7 separate regions of the Mus musculus genome follow, and regions 1, 2, 3, 5, 6 and 7 are each linked to region 4. Evidence: chromatin contacts called from public HiChIP or PLAC-seq and promoter capture Hi-C data. All regions are on one chromosome and are shown on one strand. The core of a region is the stretch at or near the end of the contact, and the rest is flanking DNA. Distances in the headings are between cores, read along the strand shown.

What was found. Promoter capture Hi-C pulls out the DNA fragments that hold promoters and counts their contacts. HiChIP or PLAC-seq counts read pairs in DNA pulled down with a chosen protein or histone mark.
Region 1: a contact with region 4 is called in a promoter capture Hi-C map of hippocampal neurons, with 5 times the contacts expected there. The contact joins the promoter of Neu2 here to the promoter of Arl4c in region 4. A contact is called at or near these places in 2 of 39 promoter capture datasets (hippocampal neurons and pre-B cells) and 1 of 9 other capture datasets (liver).
Region 2: an H3K27ac HiChIP or PLAC-seq map of thymic regulatory T cells shows a contact between it and region 4, with 12 times the contacts expected there. The contact joins the promoter of Prss56 here to the promoter of Arl4c in region 4. A contact is called at or near these places in 1 of 39 promoter capture datasets (liver) and 2 of 115 datasets of contacts at active chromatin or transcription factors (pancreatic cancer cells and thymic regulatory T cells).
Region 3: an H3K27ac HiChIP or PLAC-seq map of embryonic stem cells shows a contact between it and region 4, with 2.9 times the contacts expected there. The contact joins the enhancer-like site here to the promoter of Arl4c in region 4. A contact is called at or near these places in 2 of 39 promoter capture datasets (hippocampal neurons and liver) and 3 of 115 datasets of contacts at active chromatin or transcription factors (embryonic forebrain, embryonic midbrain and embryonic stem cells).
Region 5: a contact with region 4 is called in a promoter capture Hi-C map of liver, with 6 times the contacts expected there. The contact joins the promoter of Snorc here to the promoter of Arl4c in region 4. A contact is called at or near these places in 2 of 39 promoter capture datasets (both in liver).
Region 6: a contact with region 4 is called in a promoter capture Hi-C map of liver, with 7 times the contacts expected there. The contact joins the promoter of Gbx2 here to the promoter of Arl4c in region 4. A contact is called at or near these places in 5 of 39 promoter capture datasets (frontonasal cranial neural crest, hippocampal neurons, liver and 1 more), 2 of 484 Hi-C or Micro-C datasets (LSK cells and embryonic stem cells), 2 of 115 datasets of contacts at active chromatin or transcription factors (astrocytes and embryonic midbrain) and 1 of 9 other capture datasets (adipose tissue).
Region 7: an H3K27ac HiChIP or PLAC-seq map of double positive thymocytes shows a contact between it and region 4, with 4 times the contacts expected there. The contact joins the promoter of Inpp5d here to the promoter of Arl4c in region 4. A contact is called at or near these places in 1 of 39 promoter capture datasets (liver), 1 of 484 Hi-C or Micro-C datasets (CD4 T cells), 6 of 115 datasets of contacts at active chromatin or transcription factors (bone marrow-derived dendritic cells, double positive thymocytes, pancreatic cancer cells and 3 more) and 2 of 9 other capture datasets (adipose tissue and liver).

The regions. Positions count from the first base shown.
Region 1 is chr1:87,572,026-87,575,316 of GRCm38.p6, forward strand. It overlaps Neu2 (neuraminidase 2), which reads left to right and starts at 2,002. Exons shown (of 4, transcript NM_001160163.1): 1 at 2,002-2,101. It also overlaps a transcript of Ngef not described here.
Region 2 is chr1:87,181,839-87,184,964 of GRCm38.p6, forward strand. Prss56 (protease, serine 56) reads left to right here and starts at 1,476. Exons shown (of 13, transcript NM_027084.2): 1 at 1,476-1,760; 2 at 2,317-2,424; 3 at 2,765-2,818; 4 at 2,915-3,104. The coding sequence starts at 1,655.
Region 3 is chr1:89,869,032-89,872,584 of GRCm38.p6, forward strand. All of the region lies in intron 16 of Agap1 (ArfGAP with GTPase domain, ankyrin repeat and PH domain 1), which reads left to right. Among named protein-coding and RNA genes, the nearest start is that of Gbx2, 60 kb to the right of the region's middle. Within about 2 kb of position 1,755, at least 34 of the 459 cell types and tissues checked have an H3K27ac peak or open chromatin away from gene starts, as enhancers often do. A contact at or near this core is called in embryonic stem cells, where this site is marked.
Region 4 is chr1:88,700,659-88,703,774 of GRCm38.p6, forward strand. It overlaps Arl4c (ADP-ribosylation factor-like 4C), which reads right to left and starts at 1,533. Exons shown (of 1, transcript NM_177305.4): 1 at 1-1,533. The coding sequence starts at 1,006. The coding sequence ends at 428.
Region 5 is chr1:87,468,681-87,472,143 of GRCm38.p6, forward strand. It overlaps Snorc (secondary ossification center associated regulator of chondrocyte maturation), which reads left to right and starts at 1,521. Exons shown (of 3, transcript NM_028473.2): 1 at 1,521-1,731. The coding sequence starts at 1,659.
Region 6 is chr1:89,929,155-89,932,478 of GRCm38.p6, forward strand. It overlaps Gbx2 (gastrulation brain homeobox 2), which reads right to left and starts at 2,022. Exons shown (of 2, transcript NM_010262.3): 1 at 1,079-2,022. The coding sequence starts at 1,601. LOC102637806 reads left to right here and starts at 2,921. Exons shown (of 4, transcript XM_030244408.1): 1 at 2,921-2,994. The coding sequence starts at 2,951.
Region 7 is chr1:87,618,489-87,621,669 of GRCm38.p6, forward strand. It overlaps Inpp5d (inositol polyphosphate-5-phosphatase D), which reads left to right and starts at 1,824. Exons shown (of 27, transcript NM_010566.3): 1 at 1,824-2,143. The coding sequence starts at 2,001.

The sequences.
Region 1 (3,291 bases), core at 752-3,251, 1.1 Mb before region 4:
GGTAGACACCATGACTAATGCATGTGGTTCCTGGCAAAGAGGTGAAAGTGACAAAGGCACACAGTCAGCCTGCTGCATCTACAGCTGAAGGGTGTATCTCCTGGGATGACATTGTCCGCATGTACAGAGCCTACTTCCTAAGTCTGTGAGTCCCATGGATAGGAGCACTTCTCCACCTTTCCCTTACTTCAGCAATCCTATTCACCAAGAATTCTTTACAGAGGCTTCTGCTTCCCCCAGGAACTTCCTGTTCTAGTCATTAAGATCCCAACCCCTCATCCCTAGGAACTTGAAACACTTAGCTAGAGTGAGAGCGGGAACAAGTGCTCACAGTCAACCCATCAGCTATTTCACCAACAGAAGCTCACCATGGGACATTCTTTAAAAGACCTCTCATTAATGTTCAAACTCACTGTGGTATCCCTGGCAGTGGGGCCACAGGGACTGCTGCTACCGTTAGGAAACAGGACAGGCTGGGTGTCTCCCTATCCTGGGGACCATGTCCATGAAAATCTGTGGTTGTTCAAAGAGTGGCCTGAGAGTGTGGTTGAGGAAGATGGCCTATTGTCCATTTTCATTGTCCAGGATGCTGGAGTCTCCAAGGAGACTCTGGCTTCTCCTTTCTGAGACTAAGTAACATCAAATGTGGGCCAAGATGAAGAAAGGGGGAGGGGAAAGGAAAACACAGTGGGGGGACCCAACCAGAGCCTTAATGTCTCTCTGCATTAAGACAGCCATTTCTCTCAAGGCAACAAGACATTGGTCACTAGCTGAGATAGCAGAGTAGCCAAAACTACAGGAATCCCAAGTCCAGCTCCCTGCAGCTGATGGCTTCGTGAATATCCCACATATTGGTCAAGACAGGAAATAAGAACCTTCTATTGCTATATCCAGCTGAGTTTTCTCAACCGAGTCACAACATACTCTGGCTTCTTGGCCACCAAGCACACAAATCTGGAGGGTTCTGAGGGTAGGGTCTTTTGTCCTGAAATGGTCCCTGAGCAGGAGGAGCAACATCAGTGGGGCAGCAACACAGGGGCTGTTACTCCATAGCTGTGAAGTCTCCTCCCTAGAGCACACCTTAACCCTGAGGTTTGAGCCAACAGCACACGGAAATCACAGCACTTCACAGTCTACACATACATTTACAACCAGGGCGAGCACCATGGGGAGTGAGTGCCCTGGTCTTGGAGGGCTCTGCAGTTACTTTAACATGAGGCTTCTGCCTCTCTCTGATTCTTTATCGGTTTTTGGCAAGAGGCCCTGCACGTTCCTGTTGCACAGGGCCCTGTAAGTTATTGACCTGTCCTTTGCAGTACATTGTCTCCCTAGTCTCCACAGCTGGAGGTATAGGAGCTGGAAAGAGGGGTCACCCTGCTTCGTGCTTCACAGATGTTGAAACACGCTGGGCTGGGAGAATCACTAAGCCAAGATGGGCTGGGAGCTCACAGGCATAGCCAGGACCTCATAGGTACTGCTGGAATCTTGCAAGGGTAGCCAAGTTCTCCTTCCCATGGACAGTCTGGCTGCCTTCTCTTTCCTAGTTCTTCTCAATCAATGCTTGCAACACTCTGCACTTCCCCAGCAGTGACCTCTCTTCTACGGTTTCCTTGATCTCATTTCATTAAAAAATAAGATAAAATAAACATATATTTTGCTCACCTGCCAGCCAGAAGTTCCTGGGTGTTAGGCCCCCTCATAAGTGCTTCAGTTTCTTCCTTTCCCATCCACGGTCCTGTCCGGGCACCTCAGTGCAGGTCTGTGTGTCCCCCACATAAGCACACAAGCTCCCTACCTGTCCCTGAGTACTATAGCCTGGAAAAGCCTCCCTGGGAAACATTCCTGACCTTCAGACCTGCCTCCCTATAGCTGGCCCCATTCCTGGGACAGGCACTTCCTGTCTGGGTGTTTACCTTGCTGGGTGCCCTGCACCTAGGCAGGGAGCCAGACACACCTCCCTAGGAGCCAGGCAAAAGGGGAGGTGCCACTGAGGTGCAGGTTGACATGACCCAAACGGCCCCTGGCTGCAAGGTAATATCGGAAGTTGACTAAGAATGGACGCCCCACCACTGACTGACCCGCCCCCTGAGTCTGAGATTGGGTAAGTGTTTATGATCCTCTTGGGTTCTGGTCACTTTTGTGTTAGTATGTGTACACGTGCACACACACGTGGAAGTCAGAGGTGAACACCAGGTCTCTCTCTTATTGTTTTCTGTTTTTCTTATGGAACCCAGGGCTCACTAATTGGCCAGGCTACCTGATCGGCCATCCTCCGAATCTTACCTGCACCCTCCCCTCCTGTCTCAAACTTCCCCTGTGGGGGTTAAAGGAGCACGCCACTGTGCCCCTTTTTTATGTGACAGTTGTGAATCTTCTCAAGTCCCAGTGCACATATGCCAAGCGGTTTGCCAACTAAGCCAGCACTTTTAATCACTGCTTTACATGGCCGTCAGGGCTCAGCTTGACAGCTCCCAGGCAGGGGACACCAGCTGCTCTATTCGAGAGGTCTTAATCAATTGTTACTATTACAGTGAATTATGATTAGTGACGGCTTCCTTCTGCCTGGTGCTTACTGCGTGGCAGGCACTGAACTAAGCAGATTGCATAACCTCTCTGTGTAGCCCTGAGCCCTCACTACAAGTTGAGAATCAGGTGCATTTTAAAGATACATATGTTCATAGATCATCTTGCCCAAGGCCACATAGATAGTAAGCTGCTCCAAGATTGAAACCCATCCTAGCTGGTACCAAAACCTTGCCTCTTAACCCATTGCTTTCATTTCTCAATGCTAATAGCTACACTGCCCATATTTATGTAAGCCTCCGATGAGCTATTGTTTTTTGTGACCTACCGCTGGTAATAAATTAACCCAACCGGTACTGCCAAGAAGCAGGGCATACTTATACTCTAGGTTTCTGTGAGTCAGGAATCTGGGCAGGGCTTGGCCGCGTTCTTTGTTCAGGGGCTCTCACTGGCTGGAGGCAAGGTGGCTGAGGGCCAGAACGCCTCTTTACAAGGCTGTGTGGAGAAGGCACACAGGCCTCCTGGGTTGTTGGCAGGCCTGCACGCCTCCTTGGGGATTGCTGGACTGAGGGCCTTGTTTCCTGCTGGTCATGGCTGGGCAGCTTGCTCTGTTTTGTTTGTTTGCCTCTCTGCCATGACACCTTGCTTCATTGAGGCTGCAGAAGATTCCAGAGATCTCTCTCTTCAAGGACATGGCTGTGTGATGCGCTCCACGTGAGCACGCTCAGCTATGGAAGTCAGATGTCTTCCTTGAAGAATCTCCACTTT
Region 2 (3,126 bases), core at 226-2,725, 1.5 Mb before region 4:
GGAAGTACAGAGCCCAAGGGCTTGTCTCTGCCTTTGGGAGGGGTGAAGGAGACCTACGGCCCTCCATTAGGCTCCATTGAGACTCTTAAAACAAAAAGACCACCTTACCCCTGGGAATTAAAATTGCCCAGGAATCTGATCCTGGGGGAAAAGAAAGATTGCTCTGATGCCAGCCAAAGGAAGAGATTCCACATGCTCCCAACAACTTGTAGGATCCCAGGAGTCGAGACAAGGATGGGGTGGGGTGGGGTGGGGGTCTTCTCAACTTGTAGGAGCCAGATCTGAAACAGTGTGCTTTTCCATGCCCTGCCCTTTGCTGTGTGGGTGAGAGAAGGGTCTACTCCCTTCCTGCCATCAGACTGGACTCAAAGCCTGACACATGCCAAGAAGGCAGAGTGAGGACAGACAGTTCTATGCTGGCCACTCCGGCCTGGCCAGGCTTCAGCAGGCATACAGGAGCCATACCTCTCTGCTAGAAACTTGGAGAGCACATAGGATTTACCTATGATATGCAGAGATAACTCCAATCCCTAGTGTCATTGAATTGACACAACAATCTATACCTACCGTTCTCTCTACCTTCCTGGTGGTGGGAGACAGGCTACGTGCTGTGATAAGCAGTCCCTTTGAAGAGAACACATCCCCTAGCCACAGTGTGTCCCAATTCCTGTACTTAAACCCTTAACCAACATGTCCCTGCTGCCAGCACAAATCAAGGTGCCAAGGGTAGTTTTGTTTTGTTTGTACCCAAAGGCTCGGCCCTACCCCAGGTGGTGACTGGATATCAGGACAGTTGCCTGTTTATGACCTTCTCTCAAGAGTCCCTCCTGCCAGATCAGGGTCACAGCAACTGAAAACAAAGCTGGACACACTGAGTGGGCAGGGACAGGGGTCCTGCTGGATCCTGCGCTCCCCAAACTGGGCCACAGTGGGGCCTTTCATCTCCCGCTTGCTTTTGCCTCTTCCCACCCCGCTACCCCAGTGCAGCAATTATGGCGCAAATTAGAATGCTTTGATCATCTTTAGAAAGGGCCACACGGAGGAGGGACACTGCCAAGCAATTAGGGGCAGAGGGGCTGGAAGTTCAATGGCTTGCTTAGGGGGTGAGACTGCCCAGGACACCCACCCCTATCCCTAGCTCTCCTCCCTCCAAAAGTGCCTGTCCCAGCAGAGCAGTGGACTCCCCAGGGTGGCAGAAACAGATGGGGATCCCCCCTCCCAGCCCCTGCCCACCAGTCTCCCTCTGCCTGGCCCCCAGCCCAACGGTCAGTTCTCCAGCCCCATCTCAGCCCCTTTGAAGCAACCGCAGGAACAAGGGCCGCTTTCACAGAAGTGGGGAGACGCAGAGTGGGACGATGAGACTTCAAAGGTGAGGGTCCAGCCCACTACCTCATTCCCTCCCCCAGTCCTGGCTGCCCTCCCACGCACACACACCCCTCTGTCCTCTATATAGCTCCAGGGCATCGTTTCCCTGAGGGCTCCCAGGAGGTGAGGGCCAGGTGAGGTGCGGACCATTAGAAGTGAGTAGTTTAGTGTAAGACAACGGGATCAGATGGTTTGAGGGACACAAAGTCTGTGGGCAGGAAGAATCACAGGAGAGGGTAGAGTCCAGGAATAAAGAGGACAGGGTCTCCCGCCTTGGCCCCAGGTCACCATGCCGCTGGCTATGTTGTTGCTGCTGCTGCTGCTACTGTCCCCAGACTCCCAAACTGCCCATGGGCATCCACTGTACACGCGCCTGTCCCCCGGCGCCCTGCAAGGTGAGCCGGGCTGGTCCGAGGGAACCACGGGAGGTGGGAGGGGCATAGGGAAAGTGAGGTCAAGGGAGGACAAGGGAAATGAGCTTATCTCTCACACTTAGGAGGGCCTGTGGTCCTTCTGCCCACCTTCTGCTGGAAGGAGGAGCCTGGAACTGGGATATAGGAAGGGAGGGTAGACAGCCTCACCCAGGAAGCAGAGACAGCAACACTGCCAAGGGGTTCCAGAGATAACGGTGTTAGAAGACCCGGGGCAGCATGCCTTGGGCCCAAAGATGGATACCTTAACCATATTACCTGGATGTCGGTGGGCAGTGGTTTTCCTCTGAAATCTTTAAGAAAGGAGCTTTTCAGAGATTCCTTCCCAATTGTAGCACCATCTGCCCTGAGGGCTGGCCCTTGGGGCCTGACCTCTCTCCCCATCTCTACATCCCTGGTAGTCTAAGAGTTCACCACGCTTCTCTGGGACTCCCCAGACAAGGTTCAGGAAGACTTAGACTGAGTGGGGCTCTCTGCCAAGGGAATGTGACTTTGTGTCCCATGTCCCTCCCCCTCCCAGTTTTATCTGCCCAGGGGACTCAGGCATTGCAGGCTGCCCAGAGGAGTGCCCAGTGGGCCATAAAGCGCGTGTTGATGGAGATCCAGCACAGACTACATGAATGCCAAGGTTGTACCAGAAGTGCTACCCCACCCAGCAGACTCACATTGGTACAGGGGACTCCTCCTTTTGTCCATGTCCAGCCCTTATTTTTAGGTTCCATCGTCCTTGGGGTCAGATTCTTTTTGAAGGTCCAAGTGGAAGGGGTATGCCAAACTTGAGACACAGCAGGGAGGAGGGGAGAGTGTGGGCTCAGGTGGTCACAGTTCATGGCTGCTCAAATAGTTCCATGTGCTAGAAGGCGGGCCAAGTGGAGAGTGGTTGAAAGATGAGGCCCAGCCCCCCCCCCCAATAAAGCGAAAGATCCGCAAGAGGGCGCAGCGAGGCTCAAAGGATTGTTTCTCAGTAGGACCTGGACGCCCTAGACCTCAAGCCCCCCTCCTCCAGGACCCACCGGAGCCAGGTGAAACTAAAAGACTCCAAGGGCTGAAAGCGAGGTGGGCCTCAACGTGAAGATAACTAAAACTTTTGCTTCATGACGCCGTTTCTGCCATTCTAGTACAATGTGGAGAAAGACATCAAGGCGTTGCCAACACGACCCGGGCTCACGGCCGCATAGTCGGTGGCAGCACGGCTCCCTCGGGGGCCTGGCCTTGGCTAGTGAGGCTGCAACTTGGAGGGTTGCCTCTGTGCGGGGGTGTCCTGGTAGCAGCATCCTGGGTGCTCACGGCTGCACATTGCTTCGCCGGGTACGTCGTCGAGATTCCAGGC
Region 3 (3,553 bases), core at 505-3,004, 1.2 Mb after region 4:
TGCTGAGCCATCTCTCCAGCCCCAGTTTTAGTTTTTTAAGATGAGCCCATCCCCTGGTGTTGACCACCCTTCCCAGGCCTCAGTTTCCCCCACAGAAACTTTCTCCCCACCTCAGAGGCCCCAGGCTCCGGGTCTCTTCTCAATTTCTCCCAGACTCTAGACAACCTTACTGTCCCGGAAAGGCAGTGTAGTACTAGATAGGGCAGGGGCTGGGGGCAGGGACCAAGATCACCCAGGAAGTGACCATGGCTCCTACGGTGCCCTTGGGGTACAGACTCCCAGACCTAGTAGCTGGTCTGCACCATTGACGACCCCAGGATATGGTCCAGCCGGCTGCCTTTGTGAAGTGCCAGCCCTGAGGAGGAGGGTTCCTTTAGGGGCTTGTATGGTTCCTGGCCAGGACAATGGCTGTCCATCGGGGCTAAGGGATCAGTGTGTCCCTTAGGTCCCGTAGGGTGGGGCAGAGTGTGAGCTAGTGCAACCCTGAGCAGAGCCGCTCTTCCTCCCTCGCTGCCCCAGCCTTGCTGACTGCATTTTTAAAGCCAACCCTAATCATCATCTACTCCTTTTTTCCCCCTTTTTCTTCCCCTGCCTAGAAACAGGCTCTGACAGTCCGAATGTTGGAAATAATTGGATTCTAAATTCTAATTCATCTGTAAAGTATTCGGTGATTAAATTAGCCTAATAGATATTATTTCGTACATGACTGCATAATTTTACCCTGATTGGATCTCCATGGCACAATGGTGTCCCCCCAATTTACTATTGACTCGAGAGCCTCAGAAGGCAAGACATAGCCCTCTCTCTGCTTCTGCAGCCTGTTTTCCCAGGCTAAAAGTTAAAGTGATTTATGCCTAAAAGCCAGCGTCCTCCTGCTCAGGGGCAGGGGCACTGTGCATGTCATTCTTCAGGAAGAGCAGAGAAAGAAGTGTTACCAGACGTCATCCTCAGCCCCTCTTCTGCTCAGGAGCCAGGAGCTACAGAGACCTTACGTGTGGGTTACTAGGTTGAATTTTTTAATATATATTTGAAATTTTTATCAGAACATAACTTCAGTCATCATCAACATAGACCTTTTTTTTTTTTGGTTTTTCGAGACAGGGTTTCTCTGTGTAGCCCTGGCTGTCCTGGAACTCACTTTGTAGACCAGGCTGGCCTCGAACTCCGAAATCCACCTCCCTCTGCCTCCCAAGTGCTGGGATTAAAGGCGTGCGCCACCACTGCCCATCAACATAAATCTTAAAAATGTTAAGAACCTCATACATTCAAAATGACTCACCAGGCATCGTGTAAGTGCCTGTAACCCAGCACTCTGCCGGCTACAGTCAAGAGTTTGCAGTCAGCCTGAGCTACTTCATAGCCAGATCCTGCCTCACCATTAGGAAAACTGAATGCTTGTTGATAAAATTTTGGCGGCTGCATCTTTACTCGTTCTTCATAGAGTTTGCTAAATTCCTATGGGGGAAGGAAGGATCTGGACCTGGGAACTGGCTACACTCACTCATTAGCTCATTCTTTCTTTGCACCAGTTTAATTTCACGTAATGTGCCTCTCCCCTTCCCCCACCCCCGGCTCCAAAAATCTGCAAATGGATTCACTGCTGCCTTCCTGGTTCAGTAGCTGGAAACAGCTGGTGGGGTAGTGTGGCAGCTGAACAGGGGAGGGAAGACATTTTGGCAAACAGTAGGAAAACCAGGGCGGAGGAGGTAGGTAGACTCAGGAAACTGTTTTCATGAGTAGATGGAGGAGACAAAGGCGGCCCAGCAGGGACAGAAGGACACACACTCCCTCTGAATAGCTCCCTAAAAAACAGAGCTGAAAAGGAAGAAGGCCCATTTGCTTCTGGGAATCCAATAAATTGTTTCAGGAACTGAAAGTCTGTCCAGGCTAATGGAGCTGTGATTGACAGCTCTTCTCATTATGAAGCCCATCAGGGGACAGGGCATTCCAGTGCTGTTTAGGGGGCGAGGTGGGAATGAGAGGAAGCTGAAGCCCCGGGTGGGGGTAGGGGTGGGGACAGCGTTCTGTGTGCTCTGTGTTCAGTCTTGAAAGAGTCCCTCAGCCCCTTCCTATAAAGGAGCTGGTCCTCTTTCAGGGCCATTTACCTCAATCCACTTGTCGCGACCCTACCATGACATGCCTGTCCCTGACCCACAGTGTCTGTTGAAATAGCGGGTTCAGCATAGGAAGTGGTGGTAGGATCTTCCCACCTGTGGTATTCTGAGTAGAAGTGTATGGGTGTGGTGAACCAGTCGCCCTGTTCTCCACAAGCTTTCTGTGTTTGTATGTGGTACTGTGGCATCTGCAGATGGCAACTAAGGCATAGCTGCTTCCTCTGTCCATCAAGGAAGTTGTTGTGTCTGTAAAACTTGATTCACTAGCTCCTAGCATGAGGCTCTAGGGTGGACCCTGTTGGGAAATGACATTCCAGAGATATAGCGGGTGAGAAGAAGGTCCCATTGCTCTCTACTGCCTTAGAAGTGTATGAAGATGAAGGCTCGGTTGGTCAGATGTACTGATACCAGCCTCCAGCTCAGCCTCAGCATGGAAGCCCTCTGAAAGCAGCACAGAGCCAGAAGGGTCATTTCTCAGTGTATTGCGAAAACTCCGGGCAAGTCCTAGCTCTGCAGCCACCAAGATTCTCCATAATGCTCACTTGCAGAAAGTTGAGGGTCTTGGCTAGTGTGCATTTCACTTTGAAGTGACCGGCCAGACCCCAGGCACCTGGCCTTGCTCCTCCCTGCCACAGTCTAGTCAGGTCTCTGAGAGGAACCCGCCACTCTTGCTAAAAGAAGTCACCAGTATTTTTTATTTGGAAATTGGCAAAGTTTCCTCATGTGGTGCTTGTACCCCGAGGAAGAGCAAGGTGACCCCAACTCTGATACAAAACAAGAACCCTTGGAGTCTGCATTGTGGTTGTCCCTCTGCAGCTGCTGAGTGAGGCAGAAAACACTAACAGAGAGTGTGTTAGTCAGCGGGCATTATCTGCTCTTGGTAGAGGACGGTGCACAGAGACTTTGGTGCCCCTTTGAATACCAGTTGGTGGTGGTGTCTTGGGTTCAGTATGTTGATGTCCTCAGTTTTACTGGTGTCCTCTGTGTTCCTAAGCTGAAGGAAGCAGTGTTAATTCTTGACCCGGGTTTTACTGTGTAAATTAATTTCAGGCTATCTGTATATTAGAAACTAAGAGAACATGGCTTGTGCTGATGAGTTTTACTCCCATGGATCACAGTACATGAGTACACATTCCACCAATGTCACTCTCATGACAACACGTTCATCCACATGCTGAGAGTGCCCAACTTGTATTCCCTTAAGCAATGAGTGCTAGACAAGATGGGACAGGGGCAAACACCAGAAACACACTGGGGAGTCAGAGAGCACGTTGCTGCATAGAAAAGATGGAAGGAAGGATCTCCCAGAAACTTTTAAGGAGAAGGGAGTAACCATGGAACAACTCAGAGGAAAGACAGAGAGAGACATCTGCCGTGTCCAAAGGAAGCGTCCAAGCGAGACTGCTCAGACCTGTGGCAGCATCCGAGCCAAATCCATA
Region 4 (3,116 bases), core at 283-2,782:
GCAGTGGGGGCTGGGCAGTCTGAACTTCTGGCCCTGCTGGAGCAAGAAGAAATCGCTTTTGTCTCTCTGACATCCAAGCTTCCCACCTGGGGCCAGAGGGCACACCACGGGACCCTTGCGTCCTCACGTCCACTCCCCACCGGTCCCCCCCACCCTATCCCACCGGTAGCTCAAGCATTATAGACAAAAGGTCCTCTGAGCTGGGGTGGGGGGGTGGGGCAGGTGACGAGATGGGTGGCTATGCAGCCTCCACACCCGGCTTAAGTCTCCAAGTCCTGTATTTGGATACAGAGATCGTGTTTTAAAAATTCGAATCATCGCTTTGGTTCGTTGTCTTTGTTCGCGGGTTCTCGCTCAACCCAGACGTCCATTCATTCACTCACTGGCTTGCTCGCTCAGCCTTGCTCCAGATCGCTGCTCTAGCGCATTACCGCTTCTTCTTCTGCTTGAGAGACTTCCTGCGTTTCAGGATCATCTCATAGAGCTTGTCCATGCCCTCGGTGAGGCCCTCGCCGATGATGGCGCACGCCGGCTGGACATGGTAGGTGGTGGCCGGGATGAGCTCGTGCAGCGCCAGTTGCTTCTCAATCTCGGCCACCGGCAGCGACTTAGGCAGATCCTGCTTGTTGGCGATAACCAGGAGCGGTGTGCCCTGGTTCTCCGCAAACTTGGTCACCTTGTGCAGCTCCGTCTTGGCCTCCTCCAGCCGGTCCACGTCCACCGAATCCACCACGTAGATGATGCCGTCCGTGCAGCGGCTGTAGGACTTCCACAGCGGCCGTAGCTTCTCCTGGCCGCCCACGTCCCAGAAGTGGCAGCTGATGCCCTTGGCAGTGCCGTTGCTCAGTTTGATCTTCTCGGTGTTGAAGCCGATAGTGGGCACAGTGTTCACGAATTCGTTGAACTTGAGCCGGTAGAGCACCGTAGTCTTGCCGGCCGAGTCCAAGCCCAGCATAACGATGTGCAGAGACTGGAAGGCCGAGATGTTGGAGGAGATGTTGCCCATGGCTCCTCGCTGCGGCGCCGGCCACTGCGACTGCGGCTGCGGCGGGAGGGCGCCGCCCCCCGAGCAGTCACAGGCCCTCTGCGGCCGGGCGCACCTGGGCCCCGCCCGTTGCTGGACCCGGTGGGGTCTCGGCGTCCCCGCGGCGCACGGCCAGGCGCGCTTAGGCTCGGAGGGGCCGGCTCCCTGGCCCGCCTGGTGCGTGCTCCGCGGGCATCTTTCTCCGGAGGCTTTGTCTCTCGCGCAGCCGCCACGGACAGACGCCGCGGTGTAGGATGTCTGCGCCTTGCGCGGTAGCCCGGCTCGACCTGCGGCTCTCCCGCACCGCGGCTCTGCAGCAGCCTCTGGTCTCGGCGCACCTCGGAGCTGCTCTAGCTCCGGCTCCCGGGAGCGCCGCAAAGGCGCAGGCGGGGCGCGGGCTTCCCCGGCGTCCGAGTTAGCGTAGCTGCCTTGCTGTCCCTGCAGTACTAGGCGCTGCTGCTACCGCCGCCGCCGCCACCAGCCTGCTGCGGCCGGAGGGCGCCGGCCCCGCCCCTCTAGTCCCGCCCACAGGCCACGCCCCTCGCCCGCCACGCCCCGCGGTCTCCCGGGGTCAGGCGGGGTCTTCTCGGTCGGTTGCGTCTTTTCGCGCGCTCCGATCGTTCGAAACTCGCCCAGGCGACCCTTCCCGCCGGCCGCGCGCCGACTGTGGGCCTGGACGCGGACTCTTCCTCCCCAATCCGGTGACGCGTCTTTTAAAAATAGCTCCGGGCTCCGGAACCCCCGCCCGGGGCCTAGCCCGCAGCTGGCCGGGCAAAGGCAGCGACTGCAGAGGGCTAGGGCGGTGAGACTGCGGCACCGACGCAGGAGGGCGGAGGAGAGGAGCTGACCTCCTTGAGCCTGCAGCCCTGCTGCTGCCCACTCCTAATCCATTTCCACCGCGTGGTTTCACGCTCTTTGGTGCCCTAGTGTCTTGGTCCCTATTCTTCCTTGATGCGTATGCTCCCTAAGTCTAGGGTGTGCCCAGGAGGCTCAGTTAAGACTACCTACCACCCACCTGCCTAGATAACTCCAGACATTTCTTTCTCAGACACCCATTTTGGAGCCTTGCTTTATGCTTCCCCACCCCTTCCCCACCCCCTCCACTCTGCTGACATCCCAGATTAGGTTAGTCTTAAAGCAACCTTTGTCATTCTACCTTGAGAACCTACCAGGGATGGGGTGAGGGTAGGGGATGGGGGAGGTCCAAATCACCTGACCAGGCTTCAGGAAAGCTAGGTCACTAGAAGACCCTAGCTAGCTTGGAGCTGGTGGTGTGATGAGTCACAAATACATATTTTCTGGGTTCCATTTCGTGACTCCATTCAGTGGTTTTATCCTACCTTGTAAAACGTAGCAAATGAATATTATTTCTGCATGTGGAGGGAAGTCGGGGGGGGGGTGATTATGAGTGACACAGGTTTGATGATGATGGGAACTAGAGATGACAGCCAAGGGGAAAATGGTTTACATTTGTGTAGGTCAGGCTTCTGGGTCAGAAAAGGTTGCAAATGTAATCCAGGGAAAGAAAATAAAAATGCTTATCATTTGTGATCTTAAAAATTATATATATACACACACACACAGAGAGAGAGAGAGAGAGAGAGAGAGGAACCTTCCTTTCTAATGCTGTTATAATACATGATTTCATTTGTACTAAAGCCTGTGAGAAAAATCACACCTGTTCAATTCCATCTTTTAATTCTCACAACTCCAAAAGCCAGTCTAGGCTTCCACCAGCTAGACTCAAGCCCAGGGACTGGTGATGGATGTTGGTGCTGGCAAGGTCCACTCAGATTACCTGTCCAGCTTGCTAGAGGAGGAAATTTAGGTCTGTGTGCTGGTACTTGCTAAGGGGACCTCAGTGCAGACAGCCTGCCTAAGATCAGTGATGCATTGGTTCTGGGATGCTTTCCAATGGGCACCCCCTCCCCCCCCCCCCCAAAAAAAAACAGGGGCACAAAAATTTGTCTCAAATTAATCTCAAATTGAGTTGGCAAAGTGATAAATACATTAATATAGTTCTGGATACATGGAAAATGTTTAGGATAAGGGTTTTCTCTTCTGGCATGGCTGGATCCTGGAGCTCACCACT
Region 5 (3,463 bases), core at 271-2,770, 1.2 Mb before region 4:
GCTGTGAGAACCGCAGCCTCCCCTGTTCCCTGCCACCACTGTGATGCTCTGCCTCTCCGTAGGCTCAAGCAACAGGACAAGTTGACCAGGACCATAAAACCTGCAGCCATGAGCCAGAGTAAACTCTTTTAAAAAGTCATCTCTGGCACTTTGTCACAGCAACGAAAGGTTGATTCATGCACCTCGTGTGCATGCTTCTCTTCTGAAAATGAACACACAAGGGGGAGCGATATGAAAATTCATAAAAATGTAAGTGCTGTGAAGAACCTTAAAGTGACCCAACGACAGGACACAGGCTGACTGACCAAGCTCAGACCTGGAGAAACATGATGATGAGTGTAGCTACTACTTTCTAGGGAAGAAGATAGAGTGCAAAGGCCCTGGGGCAGGAGCCACGCTAGTATCCTGCAGGAGCCCTATTGTTGGGGCCAGCAGCTGGAACATAGGGAGAGAGCAGGAAAGCAGAGGGAAGACTGGCTAGGGAATTTGCCTTTTTGTTTGGAAAACTATGAAGTAGCAGAGCCTCAGGGGCTTAAGAGACTTGGGGAACTTGCAGGGTGAGCACACCTGTGTGTGTGTGTGTGTGTGTGTGTGTGTGTGTGTGTGTGTGTGCGCGCGTGTGTTGAAGTCCATCTGTGGGTGTAGGCAGAGGCTGAGGAGGCCAATGTGCTTGGTCAGACCTGTTGGGAAGGTAGTGAGCTGAACTCTGAGCCAAGCCCAGGCTTAAAGGTGAAACTGAGTCTCTGGATTAGTGGAGAGTGCCTACAAGAACAAGGGAGCCAGGGAGAAGGACTTGTGCATTGAGACCTTCCTGGAAGGGGCCTAGAGCGGCTGGCCAAGGGGCTTTAATAGAAAATGCCTCACAACCTTAGCTTTAGTAAGGGCCAGTGGAAGGGTCCTGAGCAGGGTCTCCCAGAGTCCTGAGCACAGTGGCTCAAGGCATTTGTTGTGCCTGGGTGAGGCTCCTGTCTTGGGAGGCTGGGAAAGTTTGTACTTTCACTAGTCCAGGAATATGTGTGTGTGTGTGTGTGTGTGTGTGTGAGAGAGAGAGAGAGAGAGAGAGAGAGAGAGAGAGAGACAGAGAGAGTGAGACAGAGAGACAGAGACAGAGAGACAGAGAAGAGAAAGAGGAGGGGAGCAGGGCAGAGACAGAGAGAGAGGAAAGGAACCCTCTCTCTCCCCTCCCCTCCCCTCCCCTCCCCTCCCCTTCTCTCCCTTTCTCTCCCCTTTTCTCTCCTCTCCTCTCCTCTCCTCTCCTCTCCTCTCCTCTCCTCTCCTCTCCTCTCCTCTCCTCTCCTCTCCTCTCCTCTCCTCTCCTCTCCTCTCCTCTCCTCTCCTCTCCTCTCCTCTCCTCTCCTCTCCAGGGTGGGGCTGTTTGGTAGTTCAGGACTGCAGGTCTGTCTGAGTGCGCTCTCTCTCTCTCTCTCTCTCTCTCTCTCTCTCTCTCTCTCTCTCTCTCTCTCTCTGTGTGTGTGTGTGTGTGTGTGTGTGTGTGTGTGTGCATGCGCGTGCATGTGTGAGGGGCGGGCACGGTGTCCCAGGAGGACAGAGTTTGCATTGATGAAAACCCTTCCCAGCTCTTTGAAGCCTCTTTCCCGCTGCCTGAGCCCAGCCGCCTAGTCCTCTGTGTCCCATAAGACTGCTCACTCCCTGCCAGGATGGCATCTTGTCTGGCCCTGCGCGTGGCGCTGCTGCTCATCTCTGGGGTCCTGGCCCCTGCGGTGCTCACAGGTAAGGGGCGCAGGCCCTCAGCTCTGCTGCTACCAACTTCTCAGGGCCAATAACTACCACTGGGACCAGATCCTCCAGTACCTATGGGGTACAAGCCCCTCACACAAGGTGGGATTCCCAGCTGTGGTGATTCTGGGAGACTCCCACAATGCTGGCTGGTAGAAACCGAGTAAGATGATGTATGTTAGCAGCAGGATGGGTGGCCATTGAAAAAGACTTGGGTATCAGGGTCTGGTACATTTGGCTGTCTGATGTTCTTGGGGTAATACTTTGCCGCTAGAACACCTGGAGACTTCTGGACCTGGGAGGCTGGAGGACTCATCAGACATAAGGCAAAGGGCTAAAGGCCAGAGACCCTCTGGGCAGAAAACCCAGAGACTCATGATTCCTTTAAATTCTGCAAACCCTTTCCTTCTGACTTACGACCTAGGTGCTGTCCCCATAGAGATAAATATTTCTTAGAGTCTTTTGCAGGATAGTGAGGAAACTGGACTGAGCCCTAGGTGGCCTCTCTGGGGTCTGAAAAAAACACTGCATGGCAGGCCTGCTCTGGGTCTGCTTCAGAGCAGGGACATAGGCACAGATAGGCTTTGATTATGAGAAAATAAATCTCGCGCAGTTGTTCAGTAGTCTGCAGAAAGGCCTCTGGGTTCCCTGGTTGTCTTACAACATTGCTGCCTGAACTTTAGGGGTGTCTGTGTGTCTACAAAGGAAAGAAGTCACCTCTGTGGTAGAAGCATAGCCTCGGAACTCGCGGCCACACCCCAGGATGGTGACGGTGGTCTGTGGGCCGTTCTACCTCCCCTCAACACCCCAGGAAATAGCTAAAGACCTGACTCTGCCCAGCCTGGCTCATACCTCTCTTGGCCATTTCCTAATCTGTAGAAGGTGGCACCCACTACGCTGCCTCCCTCATAGTGGGATGCTAAGGCCTCACCAGGGCTCAATGCAGGGCTCTGAGGATGGCCAAATGTCCAGTCAACACTCAGTGTTCAGAGTGTGAGCAGGGTTCAAAGCCCGAATGGATTTTGGGGAGAACCATCTCTTCTCATATGTTGGGACACACCCAGCTTCTGGAGTGGGAGCTGTGCTCGGTAATGTAGCCTGAAGTACCCCTGAGTTAGGACTTACAGTGGGAGGAGGCATTTTCTATTGCCTAGGACTTGGAGCTGAGACCCACACCGCTTCCTGCCACAGTGAGGCTGTTGCCTGGCAGGACCCTGCAGCTGGAGCCTTCCTAGTGGCTCCTGTCCAGGTTTCTGTTAGGTTTCTTCCAACCTAAGCCTCTAGCCAGAGCCCCGGTCAGATTATACATACACAACTCTAGTGGGTGGGCTTTCTGTTCCCACAGAAGCTTTGGGAATAGCCAAGACCTCGCCTGACCTCACCTCCCTCTTTTTCCACGACTTCCTTCTCCCCTAGGAACAGGCGGGCCCACAGCAGGCATGAGCATGCAAATCCCACCTTGGGTTTTGGGGTTCTGGCTATTCTGGGAGTGGGGAGATAGGAGGTTCTCAGAACTAGCCATGGACGCATAGGTCTGCACAGGTGTGTACGAGGTCTGTGGCCCTGTCTCTCCTGGGCTGCAGTCTCATAGCAGGAAAGAGGAGATGGGGTACTCCTGGGGTACTCCAGCCTGCCACCCTTCCCGCCTCAGCTGGTGGCCACAGCCACTGAGGTAGGGGAGCAGGCCAGGTTGAGTGGGCAGGAGGCCAGGGTGGGGATGAAAAGG
Region 6 (3,324 bases), core at 772-3,271, 1.2 Mb after region 4:
ACCAAACGGCATTTTATTACATTTTGAACACTGCCTTCCCCAGTCCCTTCCCACTTGGGCACCTCACCCCTATCTCCCCCCAGCAGATTGTCTTTCTACCACATTAACACATTGCGATTTCCTGGCCTTTGAGGAAGGGGGTGGGGGGAGCGTGAGAAAAAGCTCAAAGGAGAGGAGGAGACAGTAGAGGCGACGGCCCTTTGCCCAGAACCATCACTCAAGGGGCTGCCATGTCTCCCGCTCACCCTCCCAGCCTCTAACAGCTTAAGTATCAGGATGCTGCTCGGACCTGAGGCCCAAGAGAATATCCCCTTTGTTTCCCTGGGGTCCAGGACTGTTTGAAGACCAAGGGGGAGTTCATGATCCTCCCCACCACCATCTGAACAACTAAAATTAAGTGAGCCTCAATTTCACAGCAGATGTGAGTGGTGTAGGGCCGATGCCAGCCCGCAGCTTTCTTGAGACATATCATTTGTGTCTCCTTAGGAGAAGTTTTCCACCCTAGAGTTCCTAGTGCGTGCATGTACACACACACACACACACACACACACACACAGAGAGAGAGAGAGAGAGAGAGAGAGAGAGAGAGAGAGAGAGAGAGAGAGAGAGTCTCGCAGGAATCTGATTCTCTTGGATGAACAGAGAACCCAGTGAAGATATTTGAGTCTGGACTCTATTGGGTACATATGCAACTGAAAAAAGAAAAAAACCAGCCCAATAAGGCCTCTCTTTAAGGTTGCAACACACCAAGGACCCTCAATAATCACAGCGTGTGTGTGTGTGTGTGTGTGTGTGTGTGTGTGTGTGTGTGTGTGCCAAACACGCCACCAGATGTGTGGCCTGGAGTAGCTAGCAGGAGAGCTCTAAACGCCTCCTTTCCCCAGGATCCTGCTTGTTGCTTGGCGTTAAATGCCCCATTGGAAAGCTCCGGTGGGCATCACCGCAACTCCTCCAGCTATTCCCGCAGAGGTCGGGCGGGGGCGCGGCCTCGTCCCCCGGGTCTCGGCGGGAACCCGGAGCTGGCCCGCCCCCACTCCCTCCCGTCCCCGCGTTCCGGCTGCGCGCGCCGCCGACTCACCGAGCGACGCCTGCACCGCTTCGGCCGCAGAGAAAGCGAGCAGCGAGCCCTCCTTGGCCAAGAAGGCTTTGCCGTCTTCCGCATCCGCTTGGAGCGCCTCGGCTTTGTCGAAGTTGCCGCCTCCGGGCAGTGGCTGTGGAGCGAACTTGCGGGCAGCCGCCGCCTCTTGGTGCTGGGGCGACGCAGAGAAGCCGCCGGGCAGAGTGGCCATGAGCGTGGAGGTGAGCGCCATGCCCTGCGCCAGGCTGGAGCAGAAGCCGGTGGGCAGGCTGGGGATCTGGTGGTGAGGGTGCGCGGGCGGCAGAGCGGGCTGCAGCGCTGCCTGGGGCAGCGCGGGAGGCGGTGGCGGCGGTGGCGGCAGCACCACCGGCCGGTAGGGCATGAACATGGGGTAGCCGGTGTAGACGAAATGGCCGGGACTGGGCTGCGGCGGGCTGCCGATCAGCGAGTCTATGCTGAAGGCGGTACTACTCCCCAGCGGGCGCTGCATCATCATCAGCGACGGCGGGAACGCTGCGCTCATAGACGCGTTCGGGAGAAGCCAGGGAGAGACGAAAAGTCCCCGTGTCCCGCCGCCGCCTGGAAGCCCTCCGGACGCTGGGAGTACCACCGGGAACTCCGGGCAGGGGCTGAGCGGTGCCCAGAGCGCAGACGCCGCCGCCGCCCCTCAGTGCAGGACCCGCAGCATACCCGGCCTGCACGGGTGCAGCCACCGAGCGCGATGAGGCCGTGCGCCCGGGATGGAGAGGGCGCCGGGGACCTCGCGTTCGCCGGAACCGCTCCCGGCTGCTAGCCCGTCGGAACGCGCGCGCTTCGCGTCTGCAGGTCTCGGCCCAGCTACCAGCAGTGCGTGCGTCCGTCCGTCTGTCCGTCCTGCAGTCCGTCGTCTCCCACGGGCGGCTGGGGAGCGCGCGAAGCCGGCGCACTTGTCTCTGGCGGGCGCCGCCAGCACCTTTAAATCGCGCTCCTCTTTCTCATTCACATTTTGCCAGCTGCCCAGCGGAGCTCGTGTCACGTGGGACCGAGCACCAACTCCTATTTGCTATTCAGGGGAAGGCGGGGCGAAATTAGGGCTCCGCCCCCTTCACCCAGGCGGGCCGCAAATGGGCTACCGGCGCCACGGTTGGAGCGTGCTGGCCTGGGAGCTGGAGCCTTTGCACCGCGCGGAGCAAACTTAAGAGGGACCCTTGCTACCTACCCGACTCAGACCCTAGAGTCCCTGGCATCCCTGTGGAGGCCTCATGAGAGGCGGCTTGGAACTGGCACCCGCCACCGATGGGCCGGGAGTGTTTTACTACAGCAGAACCCTGTGTGATGCTCACCTTAACCAGGGGCGCTCTGGTTGTGCCAAGGGTCCGGGCAAGGTCTCCGGATAGCGTTTAAGGTCTTGCCTCTGCAGGTCTGCTCCCAGAGGTGCGCCTGGGCCTGTCAGCCCTTGCTCACACGACACGGAAGCTGAATGGTTGCTTGCGGCCCGCTGGTGGCAGCGGGGCGGCCGGCGGTGGTCTCCCTCATTCCTGGTTGGGCCCTCCGTGAGCGATCCCTGCTCATTTTTCATGACATTCTTAATCATCGCACCTATTTACCCACTTTGCCAGCGTACACCAAAATAACAGCCACGATAATTATGATAATAAAGCGAGTCTTTTATCTGCTCCATCTTCAGGGAGGAATGGGGGGGGGGGTTGCGACGCCTCTGGATTGTATAACGTGAGATTATCCTGATGAAAGCTTTATGATGTTTGCTCAAATAAAAGCTGCGTTTTGTAAATAGGCACTAATTAAGCACGTTGGCAACGGAGGGAGCTCTCACCCTGGCTCTGCGCAGCGCGAGGACTCCTGGGCACGCGGTTCCCCTTTGCGGACTGCTGGATGGAGCTGAGTCCCTCAAGATATTTCCCCTGTTCTCGACAATGGTAAAAAGCCGGGAATTTGGGGGTTAGGAGATTGGAGGGATTGCGGCGAAAGGAAAGTAGGCATTTCTGGTCATCTTTTCTTATGTTGAAACAAACTTTCAAATCTTGTGTTCCTTTTAAAATGGGATCCTTTCGTGGCGAAGGCAGATCCTGCCAAGCGCGTTGGGCTTCCTCGGGTCCCCCTGCCTGTTCTTCAGATTCCTTGGTCTAGACGTCCTTTCGGAACTGCTGACAGCACCAGGCCAAGGAGCAAAGGAGGGCATTGTTATATAGGTCATTAAAAAATCAGTTCACCCGGAAGAGCTCTGGCTGGGGAGTTGGCTCATGTTG
Region 7 (3,181 bases), core at 574-3,073, 1.1 Mb before region 4:
AAAAGAGATGGATATTTTAAAGAGATTGAAATTTTAAGCATATGTAAAGACTGTGGGACTTTTAAAGTTATTTAGAATGGGGATGAATAAGATTGTAAGGGTTGAGGCTTACTAGTGATGTGTTTGTGTGTCAAGTTGACAAGGGGTCAATTGTACTGGCTAGCTTTGTGTCAACTTGACACAGCTGGAGTTATCACAGAGAAAGGAGCTTCAGTTGAGGAAATGCCTCCATGAGATCCAACTGTAAGGCATTTTCTCAATTAGTGATCAAGGGGGAAAGGCCCCTTGTGGGTGGGACCATCTCAGGGCTGGTAGTCTTAGCTCTATAAGAGAGCAGGCTGAGCAAGCCAGGTGAGGCAAGCCAATGAAGAACATCCCTCCATGGCCTCTGCATCAGCTCCTGCTTCCTGACCTGCTTGAGTTCCAGTCCTGACTTCCTTTGGTGATGAACAGCAGTATGGAAGTGTAAGCCGAATAAACCCTTTCCTCCCCAACTTGCTTCTTGGTCATGATGTTTGTGCAGGAATAGAAACCCTGACTAAGACAATGTGTTAGACAGAGATTTCCTAAGGAGGGCTGCATGGGGTACTGTGAACTTGAGAGGACTCCATGAAGGGTCCCTTGTAGAGTTAGAGTTAACATCTTCAGCCTCCAGGTGGCAAAATCAGAATGTAGACGTGAGCTCTTGTCGAGACCATGTCCCCTCCCTCTGGCTCAGGACCTGGCTGGAGTACTCTACCCACTCTCAGATTTCCCACCAGCTGTGCCCTGCAGGCCCCAAGCTCCTGCCATGGATGACATCAACACAGCTCCCATGTCCTCCACACACCAGAGCTCCTTTCTGAATTACACCCTGCAGTCTAAAGAAAACTGAGGCTGAGAGCGATAAGCTCAACCAAGCTCCAGTATGTGCGTGCATGTGTGTGTAGGGGGGTGCCTGGCTTAGGTCTGTTGTCACATCTAACGTGACAAGGTTCAGATGAAGGAGTGAACAATCACCACTTCTGCCGTAAGCCAGCACTTCCCTTGGTGGGCCTGGCCTGAGGAACAAGGTCACCCAGCTCTGGGATCAAAGGGACAGTGGCTACCTTAGTACCTGCAGAACTCAGCTAGTACTGAACGGTGACCTTTAAGGGGTGAGCAAACATAGCCATGTCTAGCCACAGAGGGAATAGCCTGACTGGCCATTTGGGCTTCTGCAGTGCAGAACGCGGTAACATATATCACCAAAGTGGCCAGCTTGCACCATAGGGACATGTAAGCCCTTCCGTGAGCCCCAGGTGCCCAGCAGAGGTCCAGAGGGGCCAAACCAGACTGTTTTAGCTAGGGAATAGTGTTGCTCACAGTGGGCTGGGTCTTCTGACATCAACTAGCTTCATTAAAACAACCCCTACAGATGTATCCACAGGCTAGCCCAATGCAGACGTTCCCTCATGGAGATTCTCTTCCTGGGCAATCCTATGTTGTGTCAAGTTGACAGTTAAAGCTCACCATCACAAGTATGCTGGGTGGCGCTGGGGAAAACTGTGACCACCCTTGTGGACATCAGCAAAGGTTTCTGAGAGCCATGCCTTTGGCCTATTCACAAATGTTGGGCCAGGCTTGAGAAGTCAGCCATGAAACCTGACGCTAAAAGAGCCCTTGCGTCCCTCGTGTGGAACTTCGGCTGATAATGGACGCTTCTGGAGGTTAGGTCCCATTCAGGGGAAATAGAGAGCCAGTGAGTGAGAGGGTGGAGCAGGCAGCCAGTGCTGGCTGGGTGGGAAGGTAGATGATGCCCCCCCCCCACTTGGTTTCTATAATGAGGAAGTTCTGTGCAGCTCAGTTTCCTCTCCCTCGCTGAGTGCCTGAAACAGGAAGTCAGTCAGTTAAGCTGGTAGGAGCAGCAGAGGCAATTTCTGAGAGGCAACAGGCGGCAGGTCTCAGCCTAGAGAGGGCCCTGAACTACTTTGCTGGAGTGTCCGTCCTGGGAGTGGCTGCTGACCCAGTCCAGGAGACCCATGCCTGCCATGGTCCCTGGGTGGAACCATGGCAACATCACCCGCTCCAAGGCAGAGGAGCTACTTTCCAGAGCCGGCAAGGACGGGAGCTTCCTTGTGCGTGCCAGCGAGTCCATCCCCCGGGCCTACGCACTCTGCGTGCTGTGAGTACCCGTCTCCTCCCAACTGTCAGATCCAGGGACCACTGAGGTGTGGATCCAAAGGGGGAACCCCTGTAATGGGAGTTTGAGTTAGGTTTATGTCATAGGATGGTGGGACGTGACTGGCACTTCGTTGCCCTGTGGGGAGGGGAGAAGGGGGGGCAGCATCTGAGGCCCACTTTGGACCTTGGCGTTCGAGTTCAGGGAGCCTGTGTCATGACAGGCTTGTGTGGTGCTAGGGCTCTCTGAGTGACTCTGGGCCTCCCCTATACTGCAGCCCTCCATGACCTGTGGTGCCAGGGGTCTCCGTGAGTTCCTGTGGCAGGAGCAGGGACAGAGTCAGGAAGAAACTCAGGCCTCTCTGGTGGAGGGTGTATTGGAATGCATTTTGGTCAGCTCAAGCGTCAGTCAGGGACTCAGTGAAGGGCAACCTTGGCAAAAGGGTCCCCTCCTCCACCCTGCTAGTATGTGGTCTTAGAGCTAATTCTATTTGGGGAGCTGAGTCCGGGGTGCATTTAATCAGGATAGGATTCCTCGTGTACACATTTTACTCTAGGCTGCAAGGACACAGGAAGCCACAGAGCTGCTCTCTGAGTAGGTCTCTGTCCCTCCTTGCACTCAGCTATGTCCCTCCCTATCCAGGTCTCTGCCCCCGTTGGTACCCCCCCACAGCCCAGTGTGAAGATGTTGCTGAATATGCTGGTTATCCTAACAACAGAGGAAACAGCCACTTGCTGAAGGTTCCTTTTTAACACTCCGTCCGTCTAGCGTCTTCTGAGGAAGGCCGCCACCCCTATAGTCCTGTGGTCAGACCCTGTCCAGGCTTCAGGCTGGAGCAGGGCAGGAACACTGTCAGGAAGGGTGTGCCTACTTGAACAGCACAGGTACCATCTGATAGATTGTCCCTGGACTGAGAGAAAGATCTTTCAGAGCAGCTAGCTGCCCCCCCCCCAATCTTCATGCAGGAGGGAAGTGGGTGACTGACCACAGACTGTTCTGAGCTCTGACTCATGTTGGGACCTGCTGTGCTAGGCATTTGTT